Linked DNA regions of Mus musculus: regions 2, 3 and 4 are each linked to region 1. The links are chromatin contacts, called in public promoter capture Hi-C maps. All regions are on one chromosome and are shown on one strand. The core of a region is the stretch at or near the end of the contact, and the rest is flanking DNA. Distances in the headings are between cores, read along the strand shown.

What was found. Promoter capture Hi-C pulls out the DNA fragments that hold promoters and counts their contacts. Capture Hi-C pulls out chosen DNA fragments and counts their contacts.
Region 2: a promoter capture Hi-C map of liver shows a contact between it and region 1, with 5 times the contacts expected there. The contact joins the promoter of Zfp420 here to the promoter of Zfp780b in region 1. A contact is called at or near these places in 5 of 39 promoter capture datasets (the C10 cell line, hippocampal neurons, liver and 1 more), 1 of 115 datasets of contacts at active chromatin or transcription factors (bone marrow-derived macrophages) and 1 of 9 other capture datasets (liver).
Region 3: a promoter capture Hi-C map of liver shows a contact between it and region 1, with 2.7 times the contacts expected there. The contact joins the promoter of Dpf1 here to the promoter of Zfp780b in region 1. A contact is called at or near these places in 2 of 39 promoter capture datasets (both in liver) and 1 of 9 other capture datasets (pancreatic islet).
Region 4: a promoter capture Hi-C map of liver shows a contact between it and region 1, with 6 times the contacts expected there. The contact joins the promoter of Rasgrp4 here to the promoter of Zfp780b in region 1. A contact is called at or near these places in 1 of 39 promoter capture datasets (liver) and 1 of 115 datasets of contacts at active chromatin or transcription factors (microglia).

What each region holds. Positions count from the first base shown.
Region 1 is chr7:27,976,994-27,980,754 of GRCm38.p6, reverse strand. It overlaps Zfp780b (zinc finger protein 780B), which reads left to right and starts at 1,598. Exons shown (of 6, transcript NM_001081021.1): 1 at 1,598-1,665.
Region 2 is chr7:29,858,374-29,862,134 of GRCm38.p6, reverse strand. It overlaps Zfp420 (zinc finger protein 420), which reads right to left and starts at 2,156. Exons shown (of 4, transcript NM_172740.2): 1 at 2,042-2,156; 2 at 1,067-1,119.
Region 3 is chr7:29,306,176-29,309,936 of GRCm38.p6, reverse strand. It overlaps Dpf1 (D4, zinc and double PHD fingers family 1), which reads right to left and starts at 1,936. Exons shown (of 12, transcript NM_001368371.1): 1 at 1,839-1,936; 2 at 366-526; 3 at 185-292. The coding sequence starts at 1,867.
Region 4 is chr7:29,132,892-29,136,652 of GRCm38.p6, reverse strand. Rasgrp4 (RAS guanyl releasing protein 4) reads right to left here and starts at 1,720. Exons shown (of 17, transcript NM_145149.4): 1 at 1,558-1,720. The coding sequence starts at 1,580.

The sequences.
Region 1 (3,761 bases), core at 349-2,848:
CTGCTACATGTGTGTAAATGAAAGCAGTAATTTCAAAGCGTCTGGATTTCATTACATTTTAACTGTCTCCATTTTGATATGTTTTCTAATTCAATTATGCCCTATTGCTTTTCTGTCTGTTCTATTCATTATTGAGGTTGAAAATTATTGAGGTGATGGTGGATTTGGATGTCATTCTTTTTTTTTCTTTTCTTTCTTTCTTTCTTTTTTTTTTTTTTTTAAAGATTTATTATTATTGTATGTAACTACACTGTAGATGTCTTCAGACACACCATAAGAGGGCGTCAGATCTCATTAGGGATGGTTGTGAGCTACAATGTGGTTGCTGGGATTTGAACTCAGGACCTTCAGAAGAGCAGTCAGTGCTGTTAACCACTGAGCCATCCCTCCAGCCCTCACAATTTGATCTCCCCCCACCCCCACCCCCTGCTTCTTTTCTTATTTATTAGATATTTTCTTTATTTACATTTCAAATGCTATCCTGAAAGTTCCCTATACCCTCCCCCCTGCCCTGCTCCCCTACCCACTCACTCCCACTTCTTGGCCCTGGCGTTCCCCTGTACTGGGGCATATAAACTTTGCAAGACCAAGGGGTCTCTCTTCCCAATGACGGCCAACTAGGCCATTTTCTGGCTGTCATTCTTATTACTACCTTATTACTTACCAGGCTTTCCCCCTGCTTCGTGCCTGAAGCTGCGCTATTAGTACTTTTAGTTTATTTTAGTTTTTAGGGAGGGTTTCACTCTATACTTGTAGCTGGCTTCAGTCTCACACACATGCAGTGAGCTGTGCCTCCCCTTTGCTGGGATAAAAGGCATGTCTTACCACGCGCAGCCATGTTTATTATACTTGATGACTTGGCCTCTTTATTTACACTGGCAATGTTGTGTCCCCAGTCTGTCTCGATTATCAAATCAACCTGAGTCTTCATTACGGTCACTCGTAATCTTCTAGAGTACTGAACTTTAACATATTTTCTGTAGTTGATACTCGGTTGAGTCTGACTTGTTTTCAAATCCTCCTTGTTTTCATCCTTCAACGTGAGGTAAATTACTGTCTAACGGACACGACTCAGTTGAAACTTTCTGATGTGTTCCTCACTCACCGTTTTCTATCTAGGTAACAGGGACCCTGAACTCAGGGAGGGTCCAGAACACCTGGCTGTCTGAAATCGCTGATGTAAACTATCCACGTTTAACACCAACAATTCTTTAGTTTAGTCTTTCCAAATTTACCATAGTCCCTACCAGGTCACAGCGAGGTGGAATCCCACTCAGTGGGACTCAAGTCACTTATATCCCATTCTGATCTTACTTCCTGTTCTGCTTGTCAGTCCGCTCCAGGGAAGAGAAAAATCAGTGGCGCGCAGAAGCGGAAGTACCTTTTGAGCACCACACGGGAGCTTTTAAAGGCTGTGCCTTTTTGGAAAAACCCCTGACACCACCAGGCGCAGCTCCCAGGTGGGCTGGTCCCAGTAGCAAGCTCGGATCGCCCTGAACCTCTGAGCTCTGGGCTTCCCGGAGTTCCGCCGCAAGGACTACATTTCCCAGGGTCCACCGCACCGGAAGTAACGGATCGAATTCCGGTGTCGTGTATCGCTCCCTTGAAAAGTCAGGTTTTTCTCGTAGGTGGAAGAAATCGCTCTATGGCCTACGTCCTCACAGAGTAAGATCGGAGCCAGCATGCTGGGTGTGGGTGTGGGATGGATGTTGATATTTGTGTGAGTGTGTAGGGGCGGTGATGTGTGTGTCTGTTTCTCTGTATGTATACGCACCTTGAGCACTCTGCATCTCCTGTGTCACTATGCTTGTAGCTTTCTGCTCCTGCTTTCTCTTGCAGGCACAGGGGCTGAAGCAAGGAAAGATCAGGTGCAGAGTCTGAAGGGAAGCTTCCTTTGAGGTACATGAGTAGCTGAGGCCGGAAGTGCCTCCGAGGGGCCCCTAGGGGGATAAGATCCCTAGGTTTCCCTGAGCTGTAGCAATGCGAGTGTTGCGGGAAGGGAGGGAAAGTGCTCATTGAGGATGCTCTCAGATCTAGTTTGGGATCTCAGGCTTCCTTGGGCTCCCCACAGGCTCCCCATTTCGGCCATTATTCCAAAGGAGGGCTAGAGAAGCATGAGATCTTTATTGCTACTCAGCTAAGACTCAAGGGCGAAGTTTGTGCTTTCTCTCCGTGTGAGAAACGAGGCTTTAGGTTTAGACTATAGAATTGTCAGTAAATGAAGGAGTAACAGACAAACTGATAGCTCCAACTTTGTGGCTCTTACATTGTTCGTTCTCCTCCCAATTAGTATTCTCACTATTGTTTCAGTGATCCTTGATATCTCTCAATAATCAGACCTTTCCCCTAGACTTTATAGATAAGAATCTCCAGAGGTTAACCTTAGGAATCTCAAACTCAAACCAATTCCTATCCATGGCATCACATAGCAGATGGACTTTGATCTTTATAGACCTTCCTTTCAAAGCAGGGGGACTTCAGGGGTGCTGGTGCTGCTTGTATTTAATGCTAAATACTGGCTCCCAAGATCTGGTGTCCCCCCCCCCCCACCCTTCGCCATGAGCAGATCCTCACATACTCCAAGTGATGCTATGTGAACTTTGCTCCCCAGCTTAAAACCTGAGTTTAAATAAAACTAGCCACAGCCAGTTCCTGAGAGGAATAGAGAGAGGTAGAGTTTGAGTAACTGAGCTGTGGGTCTCAAGTAGGCACCACCAGGGGAGGAGAGAGAACAGAGGCAGAGCACAGGGGAGGAAAAGACTAGAGAACAGGAGGTCTCCAAGAGCTGGACCAACCGTTCCTGACAGAGTGATATGCCTCCCGGGGACACCAGACGGCTGGAGCAGAAGTAGCCCTGGAAGTTTGAAACAGCAAGGATTTGGGAAGTGCAGTCGAGCCAGTCGCCAGACTGTCATTTAGAGATATAGATTAGGGTCATCCCGCAGTAATTGCACAGAACCTAATAAATAAATATGGTAGTTTGAGTCTCATTCACTTAAGGTTAGATGGGATGTGTTTAATAGGTGTTCTGTACAGGGGAAAATGTAGGTGGTAGACGATTTCTGTTCACTCTTGAGAACTTTGGGAGTGGAAAAGTGATAGCACTGAATTTGGCATCTTTGAGAGCTAGTGATTTTCTGACTCTGTGTGTGTGTGTGTGTGTGTGTGTGTGTGTGTGTGTGTGTGTGTAATGGGTAATGTTGGCCAGGTCCAGATGAGCAATGCCATGGCTGATAGTGGGTGTGGATCTGTGGTATCGGGTTGGAGTCTTGGTTCTGTTCCCTCAGGCTCTCCAGGCCTGTCAGGAACCTTAGGATGCCTGTGGTGAAGCCTGTTAGTGCAGTGCCACCATATCCTAAGGGCCTGGTGTGCTTTAGTTGTTCTCTGTGAGGCCATCTTGGGTTCATTCCCCTCAGTGTTCTGCAGGACAAGGGAGTGTGAGAAACAATGCGATTGCTGGTGGATGTTTAAGAAAGCGGCTCAAAAAGAAAAGCTAGGCTTCAATCTTGGAATTTGGGAGGCAGAAGCAGGAGATCCCTGTGACTTGCGTAGCAGCTTGATCCACAGGACGAGCTCTGGGCTGGCTGGACTACATGGTGACACCCTGTCTCAAAACAACAAGAACACAAACTGTGTATTAATGTAAAGCAGAACTTTCTCAATTTTCAGATGATTTGTTTGTATTGTGTACAGTGTGATAATTTGGAGACTTTGTGTGCATCGGAACGACTGAATTGCCATTTTTGTAATGAGTGTACTTC
Region 2 (3,761 bases), core at 907-3,406, 1.9 Mb before region 1:
ATTTTAAAATTCCACTCAATAGCTAAAAAAACCAAAAAACCAAAAACCAACAACAACAAAAAACAGACCATAGGCCTATCCTCTCTCAGCTCTTAAGAGGCAGAGACAATAGGACCAAGAGTTCAAGGATCCTCACCTGGGCGACTCAAGACCCTGTCTAAAACCAAAACAGAACAGAATGAAGTCTGCAGTGGCAGAGGATCCCAGTTTCGTTCCCCTGCGCCCACATCTGGCAGCTCGCACCTGCCTGTAATGGAAGCTCTAGTGCCCTCTTATGGACTCCCCAGGTACCTGCATACAACATGGAGCAAATTCACTCAAATGCACACAAATAGAAGACTTCATTTACTAAATAAACAAAAACAAAACAAAACTGAAGGTTGAAGTAAGAATTTGACTAGTTGGCGCTATAAAGCAAGATGGTACTGAAAATATAAAAATTAAAAAAGCTAAGACCCTCGGTGGTTGTGGCGCATGCCTTTAATGTCAGCACTCAGGGGGCAGAAGCAGGGGAATTTCTGAGTTCAAGGCCAGCCAGGTCCACAGAGTGAGTTCTAGGACAGCCAAGGCTGCAAAGAGAAACCCTGTCTCAAAAAGAAAACCAAACCAAACCAAAACCAAAACAAAAAACTGAAACAAAAGCTAAATTCTCCCAAAAGTTACATAAATAGTACAAGAATGCTCTTTCTTTTAATTTGAGCATCAAATCCATTCTTTATAAATGTATCCAGTATTGGAAAACATCTATTACAAATTACACATTTTCATTACTCTCAAAATATAAACATCAAATGCCATTGAGTTAATGCATGCCTTTAACCCAGAACTTGGAAGGAAGAGGACGATGGGTCTTTATGATTTCAAGGCCAGTGTGTACTACATAAAGAGGTTCAAACCAGGCAGAGACCTGCCTCAAAAATAAGTAAATAGGAATAAATAAATTGCCTTGTTCCTCCATTATAAGAGAAGACTTGGGTAGGAGACAGTCACAAAAACAACAATAAAGTAAAACAAAGATCGTTTTCTGACATGATAAAGGCTGTTGAGGAGACAAATATCTGCTTACCTCAAACTTCCCTTCTAGATGGACAATGGCCATTTTTCCTCTTCTGTGTTGTACTTTGAGAATAAAAAAGTTAAATGAGATGCTATGTTGTTCTTGCCATATACTCTGAATTAGAGACAACCTCTTCCTCCGTCCCCACAGAGGGGTTAAGTCTTTACATTCTGGGAGTAATTGGGGAGAGACAAAGTCACAAGCAACTCAGGATCCTTTGGTAGATTCATGGTGGGGACCCCCCATGAATTCCAACAAAATTTCACCGTTGTACCCTACCACATCAGGGAAGGATCACAGGTAGAAACAAGAAAATTTCCACAGTCACATTGCTAGTGTCACAATTTACACTGTCAGAGCTACACCGTTGGAGCACTAACTCGTATATAGGACCCAAGCATGTACAATAACCAAACATTCTGTCAGGGACAAATACTGTCAGCGACATTCTTTTACAAGGGTGAACTTCTACTTTCTTTACAATCATGAGTACAGCACACAGCATCCTACAGTCACACACATACACACACGTACACACATAAACACACACGCATACATTCATACACACGCACTCACACAGTCACCCAAATGGGAGAACACTATAAAAGTCACAGGCGACGGAAACAAGCAATCGTAATCTCAGTGACACTATCACACATGTCTTCCGAGGCAAGCCAGTTATGCACAGGATACCAGGTACATCAACAACCTCAGAGTGACATAAACATCTAAATACCTCGCTATAACAGCACCGTTTCTCCACCATACACGTGGGCCGACACCATCAGTCCCAGAAACATCTCTAGTGAGATAAGCAACAATCACACACACCCTTGTGTGTCACAACTCATTCACACACAGCACGCCAACCACAAACCAAGGGTCGCAACAGGCTCCAAAAGCACAGGCTTGTGGCGTATACACGGGAGACACCGCCACCTAATGCCACAGACACGTCCTCCAGACGTTCCTCAGCACGCTCACCTCCGAGGGAAGCTCAGGGTCCCGCCTCCTGCGCCGGGCTCCACTACAGGCAGCCTGCTCTATGGGATGCTTAGGAGATCCTCCAGACACAACCCTCTCGTGACGCAAGTACCCCGAACTCTCGCCAGGAAACGGAAACGGCGTTCTGCTCCCGGTGGCTCTGGGAAATGTAGTCCAATGGCTGGGGCCAATGCCTGCCCCCCCCTCCCTCCCCTCCACCTTCTCTCTCACCCCTCCCTCTTTCCCTTCCACCTCTCCCCTCCCTTCCCCCTCTCTCCTTCCAAACCGCTCCTCTTTCCTCCCTCTCTCCCCCCAATCGCAATATTTGTGAGGTGATTTATACCTGTGGTAATGAGATTTTATACCACATGTGGGGTTGCTCAACAGAGATTCAGCCACTGTAGTTTGTTTGTGAAGGGTCACTACATATTTCTGGAATAATTGACTAGTTGCTCATGATGATCTGTGTTATCTTTCACCTGTATCCACTTCCAAACGACTTTCAAAGAACCCTTAAGTTTCCACTTCATTGGTTTGAAGGAGAATGGCCCCCACAGGCTCATATATTTGGATGTTGGTTCTCAGTTAGGAGATGTGGCCTTGTTGCAGGGGTGTACCTCTGTAGGTGGGCTTTGAGGGTTCAAGCCCAAGTGAGGCCTTAGAATCAGATGTGAGTTCTCACCTACTTGCTCTAGGGCAGAGCCTGCCTGATGCCATATTTCCTACCATGTTGACCACAGACTCACCCTCTGAAACTGTCTGCAAGCCTCTAATTAAAAGTGTTTTTTTCTTTTTTTCAGCCAGGCAGGGCTGACACACTCCTTTGATCCTAACACTTGGGAGGCAGAGGCCAGCAGATCTCTAAATTCAAGGCCAGTCTGGTCTACAGAGCAAGTTCTAGGAGAGCCAGGGCAATACAGAGAAACTCTGTCTTGAAAAAACAAAAGTATTTTTTCCTCCCAGAGGCAGAGTTAGGTGAATCTCTGAATTTGAGGCCAGTCTGGTCTATAGAACAAAGTCTAGGATACTCAGGGTTACACAGAAAGACTCTGTCTCTCTCATTCATATATATATATATATTTTTTTTTCCAGTAAGCTTGTATTTTTCAAAACCAACTTAAGTGTGCTTAAATGCTTTAACCTCCCTTCTAGCCTACCACCCACCAGAGGCAGTGGAAAGGAAAGGTTAATAGGGCAGAGGAGGATGTGGGCTGTTTAGAAATAGTTCTTTGGGGCAATCCCAGTCTTTGTTGTCAGGATAGCAGCAGGCAGTTCAATTCACAGGAATCAGCAGTGGTAGCTCGACTCACTTGTAAGCAATATTCACGAATCAGCCATAGCAGTGGCTTGCGTCCATCCAGAAGAAACCTCAAGGCTCTTCCAAATTGGCCAGAGTCCACAGAAGCAGCAAGAAGCCACTGGAATGCCACCGGAAGTTCTTTGGTGTGTTTCTCTCTACGAAATCACAACAAACGGTGACTAGCAAAGAATAGCAAGATGACCCACTGTCACCCAACACCTATGTCTGTTGGGTTATACTTATACCCTTTTCAAACATCACATGTTCTCTCAAGCATCTGCTAACAAAACATCACATGCCTTCTTTCCAAGTAGCTTCCAGAAAAACACCACGTGTCTGTTCTCAGCAAAACAACTTCCCACATGTCTGCTTCAGCACAACCATAAGACAGTTTCCAGAAAACTATCCATGTCACAAAGA
Region 3 (3,761 bases), core at 687-3,186, 1.3 Mb before region 1:
GACCCACATAGCAGGTACAGCTGGCAACTCAGTCACTCAAAGAAAGTAACTCAAGACATCCGGGGACAGATAGTCTGCTGGAGGGACACTCAGGATAATAAAGACGAAGTTCAGCCGGGGAGCAGGGAGGGCTGAAGGCCTTGATTGGGGCCACAGCAGGCGCAGGGGACACAGCTCCACCCACCGATCTTGTACTCGCAGGGCCGGAGCCTGGGGTCCTCCAGGATGTTGAGTCTCCGTTTCTTCCTCCAACAGCGGGCGGGGTAAGTGTAGATCTGTCCCGGGGCCAAACCTGGAGGAGAGAGGCTGTGAAAGTGAGGTCCCCGGACTCAGGCCCCGCCCCACCCCAGCCTCGCGGCGAGTACCAGGCCCGCGGTGGGTCTTCTCCATCCAGATGTAGCAGTTGTTCTGGGCCACTCCGGTCTGCGAGTCGAGGAAAGGCAGGCGCAGGCTGCGCTCGGCACACAGGCGCGCGTTGTAGCTGCGACAGTGCTCGATGGCCTCCCGGTAGAAGTCCTCGCCAAGGCTGTGGGGGCGGGCGAGCAGCGGGCGGGCGGCTGTCAGCAAGGGCTAGTGCAGGGAGGCCCAGCACCCTCCCGCGGCTGCCCGTTCCCACTGCTCCGCAAAGGGCAAGCCGGCCAGGTCCACCTTCACCTCCCCCATCTTCTCCCACCCCTCTGGATCCGGGGGCGGGGCAGGGTGCTGGCAGGGAAGCAGCTACCTAAAACTTGATTATGTCTCGGGTTAAGAAGTGTTCACAGACAATATAAAAACAAACCAAAACATACCGGGACCCATCCACACATGAACGTAGCCAAACACCCAATACAAACAAATCGCACATGGCCACACGGGATTCACACACAAAGAGAAACGTATCCCAATCTTCACAAAGGAGTAGCAAACAAATTCTCTCTGTCACACAGACACACATCTCTTGCAGAACACAAATAATCCAAATCAAAAAAAGCCATAGAACTACCTATGAATGTCATGTATCCAGAGACCCAGATGGTTCCAGAGACAGCTTATCCACAAAGACCCACAACATGGAAACACACCACACAACACTCATCCCAACAGTCACACAATGTCAAAAGATAGGGACCCTATAAACATTTACATATGCGCTTACATATCCATCCAAAGACACTCCAGCCAAACACACAATACAAAGACATCACTGAGATTTTCAAGGGTACACATACACAGAAACCCCAAATTTAAAATGCATCCCCAAATACACAGGTACACGCCTTGGAAACAGAGGGGCAGTCAGGTCTGCTCATGTTCACACAAAAATTTAGACCTATCCTCACACGTCCATATCCAAAGACACAGAACATAAATGGTGCAGATTCGCCAGACATGTGCACACACTTCGAGACCCAAATACTCAGATAGGTAGTGCAGAATAAAAGAAACCCTATACATACCCACACATTCAGCTACAAAGCAAAAAGCAATGTATAAGTCGCTCAACACACTCCACACCCCAAGACAAAGGTAGCGTGGATTCGAGTGTACCCAGGCCCCAGCTTCCCTAGACCATGTACCCTCTCTCAAACCCTGGCATCCCTGGGAGGGGACATGACCCCTTTCCCCTAAAAATCCTTGGAGACCCCTCCCCCACGCCCTCTCCCAGTCCTGGAGCAACGCGTCGGACATCATTCTTGCTAAACACCCTCAGTCACATACACTCGCACCCCCGCACGCGGTGACAGCCCCCTGACACCCCACCAGCCCCACCCCCAGCGGCCACACACATACACACGCGCGCGCGCGGCCGCACAGACCCGCCCGCGCCGACTCCCCCGCCTCGCGCCCACCCGCACCACCTCAGGGGGCTGGGGATGACCGTGGCCATCTTGCTCCCCGGGTCCTGCCCCCAGCAGGTCCCTGCCGGGTCGGTCCTCCCAGCGGTCGGGCGGGCGCTGAGGCCGCCCATCCATTCATTCCCAGGGGGCGGGAGCACGAGGATCTCAGCCAATCAGGATGGCAGGGCGGGCCGCCCAGGCCATGCCGGGAGTGGTAGTCCCTAGCGGGTCCTCCGACCCAGGGGGTGGGGTGGGGGAGGGATGGAGGATCTCGCAGTCGTTCACACACGCTCACTCACACGCACTTCCAGCCCCACGTGCACAGACGCATGCACGCACACACGCGCACATGGCAGCTTACACATAGTCACACTACACTCGCAGACTTCCATTCACCCCACCTTCACGCACAACCGGCCACAGGCGCGCGGGGACCTCGCAGGTGCCCACCCAGCTGTGTCACCAGCACGCCAAACGCCACCTAGCACTCCAAGCTGTAGAGAACCCATCGTGACTGAGAGATGACTCTCGCGGCCACCCCAGTCCACTCCTACGAAGGACTACAGAACTGCCTTCCTTCTTCCTGGCCTCAAATCCTCGCTTGTGGGACTTGGTGCGCATGACTTAAGCTAAGCGTTCTGGGCCTGTCTCAACGGACTGAAGATTACAATAGCAACAGGGTAAGTGACTGTTTTAGGGACAGCATCTTGCTGTTCAGCCCAAACTGGCCATTTTTCCTGTCTCTCCAAGTGCTGAAATTAGTGTGTGACGCCATACCAGGCAAGTGCTGGAATTAGTACCTGGCAGATACCTATAAATTCATTTATTCCACCGAGAAGATATCTACAAAGAGGATCTGATATGTACCAAGGCATAAAGTGGTTGCACTGTTATTAGGAAGAATAAATAGCCTGCCTTAGCAGGTGTTCAACAAATATTTGTTGAGTGAATACTTAACACTCACTATGTGCTTAACACAGCTCTCTCCAGGTTAAACCGGACTATCCTCATTTTCTAGAGAAGGGCTTTGAGATCCTGGGAGGAAACCTTACCTGTTCTCAGCCCCTGGCTGCTGTCTGGATATAGAATTCGTGTGCCTGCACACGTCCCTACAGGATCCTCCTTGCCTCCTTTTCTCTCCCACACTCTACCCTAAGAGATCCCCAGAGAATGAGCTGACCTACTGAATATCACACACACACACACACACACACACACACACACACACGACTCACACTCAGCCCCACCTCTGGGGAATAACTTAGCATTCTGATTAGAGTGGCAGCATAAATTAGCATATCAAGTGTTAATACAAAAAAAATTCTTGTCCAGCAGGGGGCGGTCCACCCATCATAAGTCTCAAGGTTTCCCGCACTTCACACACACAATACACCTCTAGACTGCTATAGCTCCCTTCCACAAATGTCCCCATCCACCCACCCACCCACCCATCTCAGGCGTCCCCCGGCACTGCAGGGTGTCTGATTTACGTCCTGCCCAGGAATAAATAAGGGGTGTGGGTACCCCTCACATAGTATCATCTCCAGACCATGCCATGATACGTCCAGTCTCCAGACCCAGTATTGAGCTCAGAGGGTCCTTGTCACAATCCTCTGCCACCCTCCAGATTCCCAGCACACCAACTTGATTTCGCAGCTCTACCTCAGCCCTTACACTCAGATCCTGTCACCTCTGAAGCCCAGGCTACTACCAGGAAAGGCCCCGGCTCTCTTTCCTTTCCCATCACTGTCACAGACCCTTCCTAGAATGCTCTCCTCAGAACTTGGCCCTCCCAGTCCTCAGTTGCCCAAGCAACGCTCCTGCCCAGGAGCCCAGTGCCCTGTGTGATAATGCTAATTACTCGCTATTTACATCAATACTTTGAGTCGGGCTCTGTGCAGAGAGAGTGCTTGACAGAGACAGGATTTTTAGTGAGGTCCTATG
Region 4 (3,761 bases), core at 471-2,970, 1.2 Mb before region 1:
TCAAGGAAAGTTTAAAAATAACCTTTCCTGTCATATGCCTCCCTCGGTGCCTGCCCCAGGTGAGGAAAAAGGGGTGGTGGGAAGAAGGGAGGGCCAGAGGAAAGGATTCGAGGCTAGTCTTCAGACTCATCCAGAACTGGGTTCCAGAAATTTCTGATGGCTGTGTGCCTTTTAATAAGTGACCCAATGTCCTTCTGGCCCTTGCTTTCTTCATAGGAAAAGGTAGACTCATCCTTGGATTTCCCCCAGATGTTAGAACATCTGGATCCTCAAAGGGACCCGGCTGATGGGGCAGCTGACCTCCAGATAGGAAAAGAAAGCTGCACGTTGTGATGCTCTCTTGTAATCCTAGCTGCCTGGGAAACGGAGGCAGGGGGATTGCACGTTTAAGGCCAGCTTGGGCTTCAGAGCAAAACTCTCAACACAAAGACAAAAACAAAACACCACCTCAAAAACAAAAACAAACAAAACAAAACAAGACAGAAGGAGTTAGCCTGCCTTTCCGCATGGCATGGGTGTGAAATCACAAACAGGGACATCCTACAATAAAATCTGCCTTGTCTCCTGCAGCAGCATCAAAGGGGCTGTTAAATGTTAAATAAAGTGCACACCTGTTGCACAGCATCGACTAGAACGCAGGCTGAGCACTCTGTAAAAGATCAGGGTCTTGTGTTTTTTGTTTGTTTCTTGTTTTTTTTTTTTTTGTTTGTTTGTTTAGGTGCCCACACCAAGAACCAAAAGATTATCTTCCTGTGCGTTCCACCTAAGCACAGCATCTGAGGCTAGCCCACCCACAGTCTCACAGAATCTAAAACTTTCCGGGTGAGTCCAACGGCCTGTGCTTTTCAAGCCCTCTAAGTGGCTGTGCAATTAAAGACCCTCTGGAGTGGTAGCCAAGGTAACTCTGACAGAAGCGGGAACTGAGAAAGAGTACTGGAGTAACTTACCTAAGGCCACTCGGGCAGAGGATGAGATAGCAAGGATCCTCTCACTATACTGAATCCCTTTGCTCATCAGGTCATGCCAGGGAAGCGAGCTATCCAGGTTGGGGACCCAGCACCATCCCTCCTTAAGGGGTCAGGTGGGCAAGCAATGCCAGGAGACAGAAATCCGTTTGAGATCCTGCTGCCCCCTTACCTGCAGACCGGCAGCCCCCGGGAGTGTCTGGAGCAGCCAGGAGTGGTTTAAGAGTCAGGGAAGCTGCCTAGACCTACGTCATGAACCTCTCTCCTGGGACCCGGTCCTGCAGGAGCCTGGAGTTTCCAGTCCGGGGTGAGGGTGGGGGGCAGTGACCATAATAGGGAACAGAGAAGACCCCGGGGAAGACAGGGGCAGCCAGCTGAGGGAGCTAGGATGGAGAGACATAGGTCAGCTCAAACTCCAGGGAGAGACAGCAGCAGTAACGCAGGCTCAGGTGCTCAGCTCCCTGAAGCATCTCATTCTTGGACTCCACTAGAGCGGGTCTTGGAGGAGTCCCAAGACCCCTCTCCCACTCCCCACAGCCAGCGGCGCCAGGACTTTGGCTCTCCCAGGTCTCCTTGGGAAGGGTCCTCTTACCTTTTGATGTCTTTCCGGTTCATGTTTCTTGGAGGGGATGGGGAGGGTCGGGGGGGTGGGGTGGGGGCTCCTGACAGGAGTGTGATCAGGTTCCTTCCCTAACCAGATTGTCAGGCTCCGGGGAGCTGGAGCGTCCACCGAGTTTAGGAAGGAAAGAGGAACTGCCCCTCCCCACCCACCCCTAGGCCAGGGGGAAGGAAGAGGCTGGGGAGAGACCAAAGGCTCCCCTCCCCCTCACGGGGGATCCCTGCCTGCTGAGGTTTCCGGTGCTGCCTACCCCTCAGCGGGTTCGCTATCTATCGCTCCATCTTCCTTTCTCCCCCGTCTCTGTCACGCACGCACACACGCACACACACACACACACACACACACACACACACACACACACACACACACACACACACAGTTTTAAAAAGTGTGTAAAAACAGGCTCAAAAGAAAAGTCTGCATTTCTCTTTGCTTTTCTATCTCTCCCCTCTTTCCCTCCCTCTCCCCCCCACCCCGCCCCCTTCCTTCTCTCAAGTTAGATTCTCCTGAAGCTCACAGCTCAGGCTGGCCTTACAGCAGCAGCAAACCTCCCGAATGAGAACGAAGCAGGATTCATCCTCCCATATGCTGGGATTACAGGTGTGAACAGCAGGGCTGGTTTGAAGGACACCGTTTATACCTGGAAAACATTTTCACTTTATTACCCTCATTGTAAAATCCTTTATGTAGCACCTACTGTGCACCATATACTTCTCTAAGGTTTGGGGAGTTTTATTTCCTTATTATTTTCTAAAGGCATATTCCCCTTTTGCTGTATTTTATTTTTACTTGGAATCATGTGTATGTGTGGGTCTTTATGTGGGTGTGTTTGGTGCTCTTGGGGAGGCTAGAAACATCAGATCCCCCTGGAGCGGGGGTTCCAGGTAGTCCTGAGTCACACACAGAGCACAGGTACTGGGAACTAAACTCAGGTCTTCTGCAAGAGCAGGGCAGCCTCTTGGTTTTCATCTTGATATTGACTCTGCACTGCACTGCTTTTTGTTGTAGTGGTGTGTGTGTGTGTGTGTGTGTGTGTGTGTGTGTGTGTGTGTGTGTGTTAATTTTTAATGTAGATCAGACTAACCTCATATTCTTCTTGTAGCTGAGTAGCTGAGGATAACCTACCTCCATCACCTGAGTGCTGGAATTGTGCCTGGTTCACACAGTGATGAGGACTGAAGTTAGGGCTTGGTATGTTCCGGGCAAGCATCCTACTAACCAAGCTTCCCCCTCTACTCCCAAGGTTATCTTTTTATAATAAAAAATGTTACGGATAGAGGTAAGCCGTAAGCCATCTTTGTTTGTTTGTTTGTTTGTTTTTCAAGACAGGGTTTCTCTGTATAGCCTTGGCTGTCCTGGAACTCACTTTGTAGACCAGGCTGGCCTCGAACTCAGAAATCCGCCTGCCTCTGTCTCCTGAGTGCTGGGATTAAAGGCGTGTGCCACCATGCCCGGCACCGTAAGCCATCTTCACAGCTCCTTTGTACTGTTTCAAAGCAGAAAAAATGTTGATGTTCAGTTTTTGGAGACAGAGTTTCTGGAACTAGCTTTGTAGGCCAGGGTGGCCTCGAACTCAGAGATCCTTCTGCCTCAGTCTTCTGAGTGCTAGGATTTAAGGTGGGCACCACCATGCCCAGCCAGAATGACTGTTTCAAAGCCCCTTCTCTTTCCATTACTCCTCTTAGACTGCTATGAATGGTACTTTACATTGCTTGGTTTTGTCTCAAACGTTCTCTCTCTCTCTGTATAATTTTGTGCCCATTTTTTTATCTAAGTCTGTCATACTTTACATATTTTTTAATAATGTTTTTTTAAAGATTTATTTATGATTATAAATAAGTACACTGTAGTTGTCTTCAAATGCACCAGAAGAGGGCGTCAGATCTCATTATGGATGGTTATGAGCCACCATGTGGTTGCTGGGATTTGAACTCAGGACCTTCAGAAGAGCAGTCGGTGCTCTTAACCACTGAGCCATCTCACCAGCCCGCTTTACATATCTTTAATTGAAGTACCCAAAAAGAGCACACGTTGGTGTTTCAGTTGACAGATCGTCACTGAATGAGAAAACCCCAGCGGAGCTCACGTCAGGAACAGAACATTAACTGAGGCTGGTGCTGCTTCCAATCCCTGCCTTGGGTAGGGTCAGGCAACTAAGGCAGATAGATCTCTATGGG